Regions from separate parts of the Gossypium hirsutum genome. Here all the other regions are linked to region 1. The links are chromatin contacts, called in public Hi-C maps. All regions are on one chromosome and are shown on one strand. The core of a region is the stretch at or near the end of the contact, and the rest is flanking DNA. Distances in the headings are between cores, read along the strand shown. Region 1 holds the start of LOC107886546 (plant intracellular Ras-group-related LRR protein 3). Region 2 holds the start of LOC107886538 (protein DETOXIFICATION 29). Region 3 holds the start of LOC107886661 (BTB/POZ domain-containing protein At1g67900).

What was found. A called contact is a pair of places that touch in the nucleus more often than the background predicts.
Region 2: a Hi-C map of leaf shows a contact between it and region 1, with 2.1 times the contacts expected there. The contact joins the promoter of LOC107886538 here to the promoter of LOC107886546 in region 1. A contact is called at or near these places in 2 of 34 Hi-C or Micro-C datasets (both in leaf).
Region 3: a Hi-C map of leaf shows a contact between it and region 1, with 1.7 times the contacts expected there. The contact joins the promoter of LOC107886661 here to the promoter of LOC107886546 in region 1. A contact is called at or near these places in 4 of 34 Hi-C or Micro-C datasets (callus and leaf).

Annotation. Positions count from the first base shown.
Region 1 is chrA03:96,982,097-96,985,249 of Gossypium_hirsutum_v2.1, forward strand. It overlaps LOC107886546 (plant intracellular Ras-group-related LRR protein 3), which reads right to left and starts at 1,704. Exons shown (of 3, transcript XM_016810539.2): 1 at 877-1,704; 2 at 336-502. The coding sequence starts at 1,449. LOC107886545 reads right to left here. Exons shown (of 4, transcript XR_001680791.2): 4 at 2,326-3,153.
Region 2 is chrA03:97,390,916-97,394,068 of Gossypium_hirsutum_v2.1, forward strand. LOC107886538 (protein DETOXIFICATION 29) reads right to left here and starts at 1,663. Exons shown (of 8, transcript XM_016810531.2): 1 at 1,093-1,663; 2 at 445-986. The coding sequence starts at 1,431.
Region 3 is chrA03:96,706,544-96,709,696 of Gossypium_hirsutum_v2.1, forward strand. LOC107886661 (BTB/POZ domain-containing protein At1g67900) reads left to right here and starts at 1,616. Exons shown (of 4, transcript XM_016810705.2): 1 at 1,616-2,511; 2 at 2,597-2,666; 3 at 2,755-3,153. The coding sequence starts at 2,453.

The sequences.
Region 1 (3,153 bases), core at 454-2,953:
GAATCACTGTGTGTATTTTCTTTTCCAATACATTTGAAGAGGAAGGCTGAACTTCTACATTAGAGAAAGAGAATATTTTTTTTGATGAATACAGATGTTTAGCTAGAATTTACAGCTCTTTTTTGCTCTAATGGTTTAGGGTTTAATTTGTTAAAACAGGGGGTTGGTGCAGCGTAGAGACAAATTAGATTAATAGACTGACAAACTTCTTTTACTGGCAAGGGGGCACGTTTGGCTTTCAAAACAGATACGTTTTACTCATTCCTACTTTATCAGGATTGGTGTTTGCATTTCACTCCTGGAACAGCAAGAGTGAACAAAAAATAGTATAATACCTGCATCGTGCAATGCTTTCCGGGAGGGCATTTAGCTTGTTTCCCGAGACATTGAGGATCCTCAGATTAAGCAACAAACCAACGGAGTCAGGCAGATGTTGCAAATGATTGGAGGATGCATTAAGCTCCTCAAGTTTCTTTAGTCCTCCAATCGAATCAGGAATGACCTGGTTCCCAAGCACAAAAACACTAGTACATAAGCGTCTACCCATATTGTATACAGTTAAACAATTTACATATGTAAAGTAGTGAAGACCATAAGCAGCAGTTCTTTGTGCAAAACAGAGAAAATATACCAATATCCTCAGTCTCATGAAATACGCCATACTTTTAGAACAGGAGATAAAGCAATTTTAATTGAATAGCGAAAAAGGAAAGAATCCAAGTATTTAGTTTATCAATTGGTATAGTGTTGATCAAAGGAACATAACGTAGCTACTATAGTTCTTAGCTTAAACATCACAACTTTCGCAATTTCATCAAGCCTTGGATCAATTTGGCATAAACAGAAGAAAAGATAATGAAAATAAACATATAATACCTCTATCTGGTTATTGGAAAGATTGAGATAAACCAAACCGTGAAGTTTACCAAAGGCCTCAGGCAATAGCCTCAACTGTCTTCCAGAAAGCTCAACTCTTTCAACCACCCCATTCTCAGCTTCTTTCAATATCCTCACAACATCCTCATTTACTTCATCATCGCCGCTCATTTGCTCGACAGCTGAGCAATACAAACGACCCAGATTCTCCTCCACCTCAGTCAACTGTCTCTCATAATCCTCGTGCAAGCCTTCCAATCTAAGCACGGTCTTATATATGTCGGCCTCCTGTAAGGAAGATTGGGTTTCTTGAATGTGGGTAATCTTGGAACGAGCAGCGGAGACAGCTGATGGATCGGGTCGAGGTCCTAGGGAGCGTAGGAGGGAATGGGTTTGAGTGACGGAGGTGGGGATGGATCGGGAAAGTGAAGCAAGGATTGATGGATCGGGTAAATGGGGGAAACGGGTGAGTAGATCCTGGCGGATTTGGGGAGGGAGTGATGGGTAATTGTAAGGATCTTGTTGGGAGAAGATGTAGGACAAAATGGGGAACTTTGAAAGATTAGGATCCATTAAGGTGATTGAAGGAAGCAGGGATGAAGGAAACAGGGTCAGGTGGAGGGAGGAGCATTGACGTGTGAGAACGACGAGAGAGTAGTGAACAGCAATGACTCATGGAGCTGATGAGTAGTGTCTCTCGGTTAGCAGTTAGCATCGCAACGCCGAATGCCAAAAGGTACTTCTGGCATACGCTGGACCTGGTCTACCGCTTTCCTTTGCTCACATCATCACATTCTATACTTTGCCTTTGGGTTCTTAATTTCTGAGCTAACAGTGGGTTCCTAATGGGCTTTTCATTTATTGGTGGCTCTGGAAGGAAAGGCTTCATAGAATGACCCACCATCAACCCCCCCCCCCAACAATACATTTTATTATTACGGTTATTATTAAGGTTCCAAACTTGATTTACATAAAATAAGACACTTACATAATTTATATTTAGTAAAAGAAAGTTGGAGCAATTTTACTATTGTCAATTTTGAAAGTGAGCAATTAAAGACAATAATCAAAGTATTAATGTTTTCCATTAATTATACATAATTTTAATTTATATAATAGTAAATTTAACCTTCAATGTTTATATTATTTTTCATTTTGGCCTTCATTTAAAAAAAATAAATAAATTTAGCCTCAATATTTGTGCGAAATAAATTTAATAAATTAGGATCAAATTGATAGAGATTAAATAACTCTGAATTTTTTAGAAGGACAAATTTGCTCAATTTTGAAATTGGGGAAGATTGTAAAGTTCTTTTTACCTTTATATTATAACAACTCAATTAATAATAATTGTATTTATCCTCCACTTAAAAAATTTTGAACTAATCCAATATCTTTATCATATCAATTAACATATGATATTTATCATTATATAATTAATAGTCAATATTTCATCACATAAAAATATTTTATTATACAATTTTAATTGACTCAAAATTTGGTATACATTATTGAACATAAAATATAAGGGTGAAGTTATTAAAATACTAATTATAAACAAAATTATATACAAGTTGCGTATAAATGCCACAGAAAACAGAAGCGTGATGAGGATTTGAGGATTTGAGTCAGCCAGCCAGCCATCCATACACACCCTGGCCTCTTGGTCCATTATCAAGAATCAAAGGCTTTAACGTCGCCAATATCAGACCCGATCACAGTTTTCAAATGGAAGATTAGACGCATGTGGGATCCGTGATGGCTACACCATTCTCTTTTTTTAATAATGAACCCACTGCTCCTTGTCCAAAATAGACTTCCCAAATTCATGCTTTCTCCATTAGCATCCTCTGTAGTATGGTTTGTTTGATGTAAATAAAAGGGAAATCAATCATATACATTAGGAGGATAAAAAAAAAAGATGGGCACATGGTAGGGATAACCTTAAAACCACTTTATCTTTATCCCCGAAAGATGATAACATAGAATCATCAAACTCTTTCATTTTCGACTTTAATATTTGATAAATAAACACCCTTTCATATTATCTCTGCAAGATTATATGCGACACTGGCGACCCTTCCTTTGAACCAGAAATCACAACCTCTTACTTCTTTTAATTAATTAAAACTCAGCTCAGCTGGAGTTGGAGACTTTTTTTAAAATTTAATCCAATATCTACAGTCCTCTCTCCTATATTGTACTTGTTCATTTTGTGTCTTGGATTGAAGGGAACTCTTTATTCTGTTTCTGTTGTGAATATATTTTAGCTTTATT
Region 2 (3,153 bases), core at 413-2,912, 410 kb after region 1:
TGAACGGTAGGTATTCAACTGAAATCTTTAAAAAAATAATTCTAAAAAGCCCAAAATTTAAAATTATTTTTTTTTCAATGTATTTGTTTCAAAGTATATTTTAAAAAAATTATATCAATTTTGAAACGTAACTTTCGGTATAAATATAAAATAAATAAATGTAAACAGATGTGAAATAAATAACAATATCAATAATTTATGAGAATTAAATAAAAAGTTAAAATTTATATAAATAATTACGTGAAATTAAAATTAAGCATTTAAAATAAGTTTTAGGTAAAGGGTTTAAACTCGTTCTTAAAAATGTTATAAAGCATTTCTCACACATAGAATCACGTTGAAATTGGAATAATAAATTTAGGGATTTATATTTTGAAAAAAAATAAAAAGACCTAATTCATTTTTAAAAATGATTTTTAGTTTTTTTCTGCCTAGGGGACTTACCAGAGCATTACTGCTGAAGCTAAAGACAATCTAACAAAACCCCACAGATGTTGAAATGCCTTCCAAGAGAAGCCGGTCCAAGTCCGATCACAAGCGCCGCTAATTATGTACAAAAACTGAGCCACAACTATGAAAATCCACGACATATTTAAAACAACGGCTGCACCCGCTAGGCCCCATCCCAGCTTTAGCATCAAGAGCCAGCTTAATACAGTGTGCAGAACCAACACCACTCCTGCTATCACCGCCATCACCATGATCTTGCTCTGCGCCTGTAAGAACTTCGCCATCGGAAAGTTGAACGCGTAAGCAAACAGTTGAGGCAACATCCACATTGCGAACATTCCGGCCGCCTTCGATATGCTTTCTGTTTGGCCTATTACCCTCAAAAATTTTGACGCGAATATGTATAACAAGCTTAACATCAAAGCCGTTGAGTTGAGGATGACCCATGATCTTTGCATGTACGCCCCTAACATACCAACCTGCCCTGCTCCAAATGCTTGGCCGCATAAAGTTTCGAGTGCACTTCCCATCCCAAGCTATTCAAGTTTTAATCAAGTATTCTGCGATTACTGTTATTTGTAACTAAGCTAACAAAACTAAAACTAAAACTATTAACGAAGGAAATTTAATTTACAGATTTACCATGACGCCGAAGGAGAAACCGGCGATGAATGAATTCTCCACGGAGAAGGCGGCAAGAGCTAGAGTGCCAACTTGGCCGGAAAAGACTTGAGTGATAGCGCCGAGGGAGTATCGGCAAAGAGATGTGAAGATGGCGGGGCCAGCAAGGAACCAGAGCTTCTTGGACTCTATCAGGTATTCTCTGAAGAAGTCACGGACGCCGTTGATCGGTGGGATGTCATCGATGCCGGCCGTGAAGGTGGTGTTTGATAGTCTAGAAAGTAACTGCTCCTGGTGGTGGCTGTCCTCGCCGACTAGCCGAGGGGAAAGAAGCGGTTGCTCAGCATCCTCCATAGCCATATGAGAGCACAAAGAGCAATCGGCCAAGATAGATGTAGATAATATTTTTGGATAGAAGAATGATTTGTTTGGAGATTTTAAGTGTATAAATTTATATTCGAATTTTAAAATAAAATTCAATCCGGGAAATTTATGTAAATATGTTGAAAAAAAAACATTTCAGAAATTACACTATCTTTTAAAAAAATTACCGAATTTTATGAATTTTATCCATAATTTTTCCTACCATCAAATGTTTTGGTTTTTTGCTACATATGACTTAATTTCGGTCTAACATTCCTTTGGTATAAAATGATTTTGCAAAGCATGACCAACTCCTTAATATAATGTTTTTTTTTTTCTCAAGGGCGAAATCAGAGTTAATATTTTACGCTTTTTCTCGCCCAACCTTTTTGACCATTATTTTAATATTTTAAATATTTATATTGTTATTTTAAAATTGTTTGGATACATTATAATTAGATTAAAGGATTTTTTTTTTACTTGGATAATATAAAAATAATCTTTAAATAGTATTCCATCTCTATTATTTACCAAAATATATGGATTGAATATTATTTAGGGATGGAGGGTTTGAAGGTGGCGGCTCCACCATTATTTTGCTAGCAATCATAACTCATCATTAAGAATATAATTTGTGTTAAAAAATATAATTAAATGATGGAGGGAGTGGGACAGGCAACACATGTATCTAGTTTACACCGGTTAAAATACAGGTTGAGGAAAAATCATTTTTAAAGGCCGGAGAAAGGAACATGAAAGGCAACACCAATGGAGGCATAGTTTATTTTGCTAGCAATCATAACCCTATCATTAAGTATATAATTTGTGTTAAAAAATATATTTAAATGATGGAAGAAGTAGAAGAGGCGACACTTGTATGTAGTTTATACCGGTTATAATATGGGTTAAGAAAAATTAATTTTTAAAGTATGGAGGAGGTAACCTGACAGGCAACACTAGTGGAGGCATCGTGTTAGGCGACACCTTTCTACGACAAAAGTGACCACACACTCAAGGGGTCTGATGACTTAAATGGGTTGATTTAAGACACGGGTGAAAAAAATGAATTTTAAAAGAGGGGCCATGGTCCTCTCAGCTGTAAAAAAAAAATAAAAAATAAAAAAAATTGTAAGAGAAGCTAACAGTTTATGAGAAGAGAAGAATGGGAAGATGTAGCACAGAAGAGAAGAAAAGTTTTGAAAGGTTAAGTTTTATTATTGTAATTTTTTTTTGTTTAGGGCTTTAAAGGGAGGAATATATTGTTATGTGGTTTTAATATTTATTATATGTTTGATTTAGGGATTAGTGTGAAAGGAGGCAACAATAAATTTTTTGAAAGGTAATTTTTTTTAATTATAATTTATTTGTTTAATATTTTTTAATATTTATTATTCATTTGAATTTGTTGTTTTGGAAGGAAATGAGGCAACAACAAATATTATTTTGAAGGTATATTTTTGTTTTGTAGTTATTATTTATTTGGGGTGATTTACTTAAAAATGCTCATCTCCAAGTATATTTATGAAAATAGGCTAATTTCCACATTATTTATCGGAAATGGCCGGTTTTAGCAAAATGCGTCCATGTAGGAGCGTTTTAGGGGGAAAATGCCAGCAAATCGCACCCTTGGGGTAACATATTGCCATGTCAGTATAAAACGCACTGACGTGGACCCGCTTTCCTGACCTGGTGGGACCGAATGTTTAAAACATGGCCAGG
Region 3 (3,153 bases), core at 366-2,865, 280 kb before region 1:
CGGTTGGCCACCCCGTTGGGTAGCACAGACAAGGACCATCAGTACACCCATTTTTGGATCACCTTTTCTTTTCAACATAGGATTTGAATTTTGACATCAATTTATACCCACATACACTTCACCATTATCCAATGCCACTCATTTCTTCACAAATTATCCTTCTCTTTACCCATCATATATCATTTCTTTTTAAGTTTTTTTTTTATTTTAGGATTAAATATTAAATTTATATATGATTTCTAGTTTAATGTGTAATTCGATACACAAAATTTGAATTGTGTGAAACTTTGATTTTGATGCAATTGTGTAGATTTAAAAAAATAATTACATGCATTCATTTTCATAGTGAATTAATATATTTTAATAAACTTTTGGATACGTTGCTATTAATTTTGATACTTATTGCATAATTTTTATTTAAGTGTAGTGCGAGTCTAAAATGTAAAGAACAAGTGAAAACATGAAATCACATTAAAGATTTGGATATGAGAGTAATAATTTGATATACAAAGTTTTTTAAACTTTAAGATTATTTTATTTTTATTTAAATATTATTTTTAAATATATTTATTAGGAGTTAAATTAAGATTAGGTTTTATCCCTTATATTTTATTTAGATAAATATTTAATTTTATCTTTAATAATTTATTTATGAATAAAATACAAGGAAAAAGTTGGCATGGTTCAATGCGGAGTGCATTTGGGTGATGTCATGGCATAAAGTGATCTAATTTAAATGATTCATACGGTTGATATCATTAATTGGAGTCGAGTTCTTCTAGTTGCAAGGTTATCGACGGATTAAATTGTAGAAGCATCTTTCAGGCTTATTAGTTCAGTAATGGTTAACAATTGAGCGATTCTTGTAGTTAATTTACAATTAAGGAAGAATTGATGGCTAAGGTTTTTGATCACTATAAACTGCTTACCAATGAATGAGAAGACATTCATAGTCCGTAATAAATTTCGGGACTAAGACCGACGTCTTACCCGAGGCTAAAACATTCATAAATTGGCTTTGCCTTATTTAATTTCAAAACCAGTTTTTATTTACTGTTTTACTGTTGTTCGATTTTTATTTATTTGATTTCGTATTATTTTAATCTCCCTTAATTTATTTTATCAAGACTCCAAACGAAGTACCTTAATTGTGAAAATTCGAATACTATCAGACCAGATGGATCCTAATATTTTATATTTTATTTTTAGACATAGTATCTAATTTTGGTATTTGATGAGATAAATGGCAGTGTATGGAGCAGTGAAAAGTGTAGGTAAAGCTTTAGAACATGAATGATGTGTGTTGGTTGAAGTGAAGAACACATATTTTCCTATGAAACCATGAAATGCTCATCATTCTTGCTGAACCCACATTCATGTCCTGTTACTAAAATAAATATGATTCAATATTTGATAAATGAATCCCTTGAAGAAGCTATATTTAATCCATCCAGATATAATATGCAAAGTGCAAAGCCGTCGATAAGGATTGTAAAAGGCTTTAAAGCATAAAGGCAACTATACATGATACTCTGTTCTTTTTTTTTTTTTTTGTAAAGCTAGAAGATAATTATTTAAATGACAGACACTTTTTTTTTCTAAAATCATATTTGATTTTATTAAAAAATAAAATAGTAAACGAGAATGAAGAGGCGTACGGTGTGGCGTATAGATAAACTAGAGTTTGACTAAAATAATCCAGGGGTGTGCGTACAGGTGAAAACATCAATGATGAGAGGGAAGGGGCACTAGTGGGCGCAGGTTAAGCACGTGGCTGCTTCCTGTCTCATTTTGCACGCTACCATGGCTTCGTCTTATGTGTTAGTAACTCTCTCACAAGACACCGCAGATTGACCTTCATAGCCTTCTACACTTGAAAGTTGGAGAAACCATATTTTTTTTTCGATATTACAAAAGCCTTACTATATTCAGACATTTTTTAAAAAAATTACAGAGTTTTCTTTTCCCTATGTACTCAAGTTGAATTTTCCGATGAATGATTGGGAGATGTTTGTGAATAGTATCAAAAGCGTTAAATTTCAGGTAGCTGTCTCAGAAAAAGAACACTTATTTATTCGAGTGTGTGAGACAGTGTTTCTACTTTAGAGTAAGGCAGTGAGAGAGAGAGAGTTGGTTTATGGTTGATTGAGTTGGTGAGAGCTTTAGAATACTTAAATATTGATGGGAATGCAATGGTTTTGATTCCTTGTTTATATATCCTAATCAGATGGGTATCTGTCTTTTCCATGATTTCATCTTCTGGGCTTTGATTCCTTTTATCCTTTCTTCTTGGATAACCTCTCCTCTCCAGTAAAATCGTTTGTTTTTACTCCCTATTTAGAAGATTTTGAAACTTTCTGGAGTTTGAGCTCTTCTTTCTTTCCTTTTCTGGTTATGGTTTGCTTTTAGGTGAAGAAAAAACCCAACCCATAAAACAAAAGCAAAATCAGTCATGAAGTTTATGAAACTAGGATCTCGGCCTGACACTTTCTACACTAACGAGGCTGTAAGGTATGGCTTTTCAGCGATTGAAGCCAAATGGTTTTCTTTTCCCTTATTTGAGGGAAGCTGCCATGAATTTGTTTTGTTGATGCAGGTCTGTCTCTTCTGAAGTCACTAGTGACCTTATAGTCCAAGTGAAAGGAAGTAGATATCTACTTCACAAGGTAAAGTTATTTAAGACTGATATATGTTTCAATTGAATTATGTTGTTTTTCTTTTATATGCTTATCTGCAAATTCATTCTACATGCAGTTTCCTCTCTTGTCCAAATGTTTGCGGTTGCAGAGGATATGTTCCGAATCCCCTGAAACATTACAGCACCAGATAGTACAAATACCCGACTTCCCTGGTGGAACTGAGGCGTTTGAGCTTTGTGCTAAGTTCTGTTATGGTATCACAATCACTCTCAGCGCCTATAACATCGTAGCTGCACGATGTGCGGCTGAATACTTGCAGATGACCGAAGATGTGGAGAAGGGGAATTTAGTTTACAAGCTCGAAGTTTTCTTCAATTCCTGCATCTTACATGGTTGGAGGGACTCTATTGTGACTCTTCACACCACCAAAGCCTTTCCTTTATGGTCTGAAGACCTTCGGATTACGAGCAGATGTATCGAAGCCATTGCTTTGAAAGCGTCCACACACCCTTCC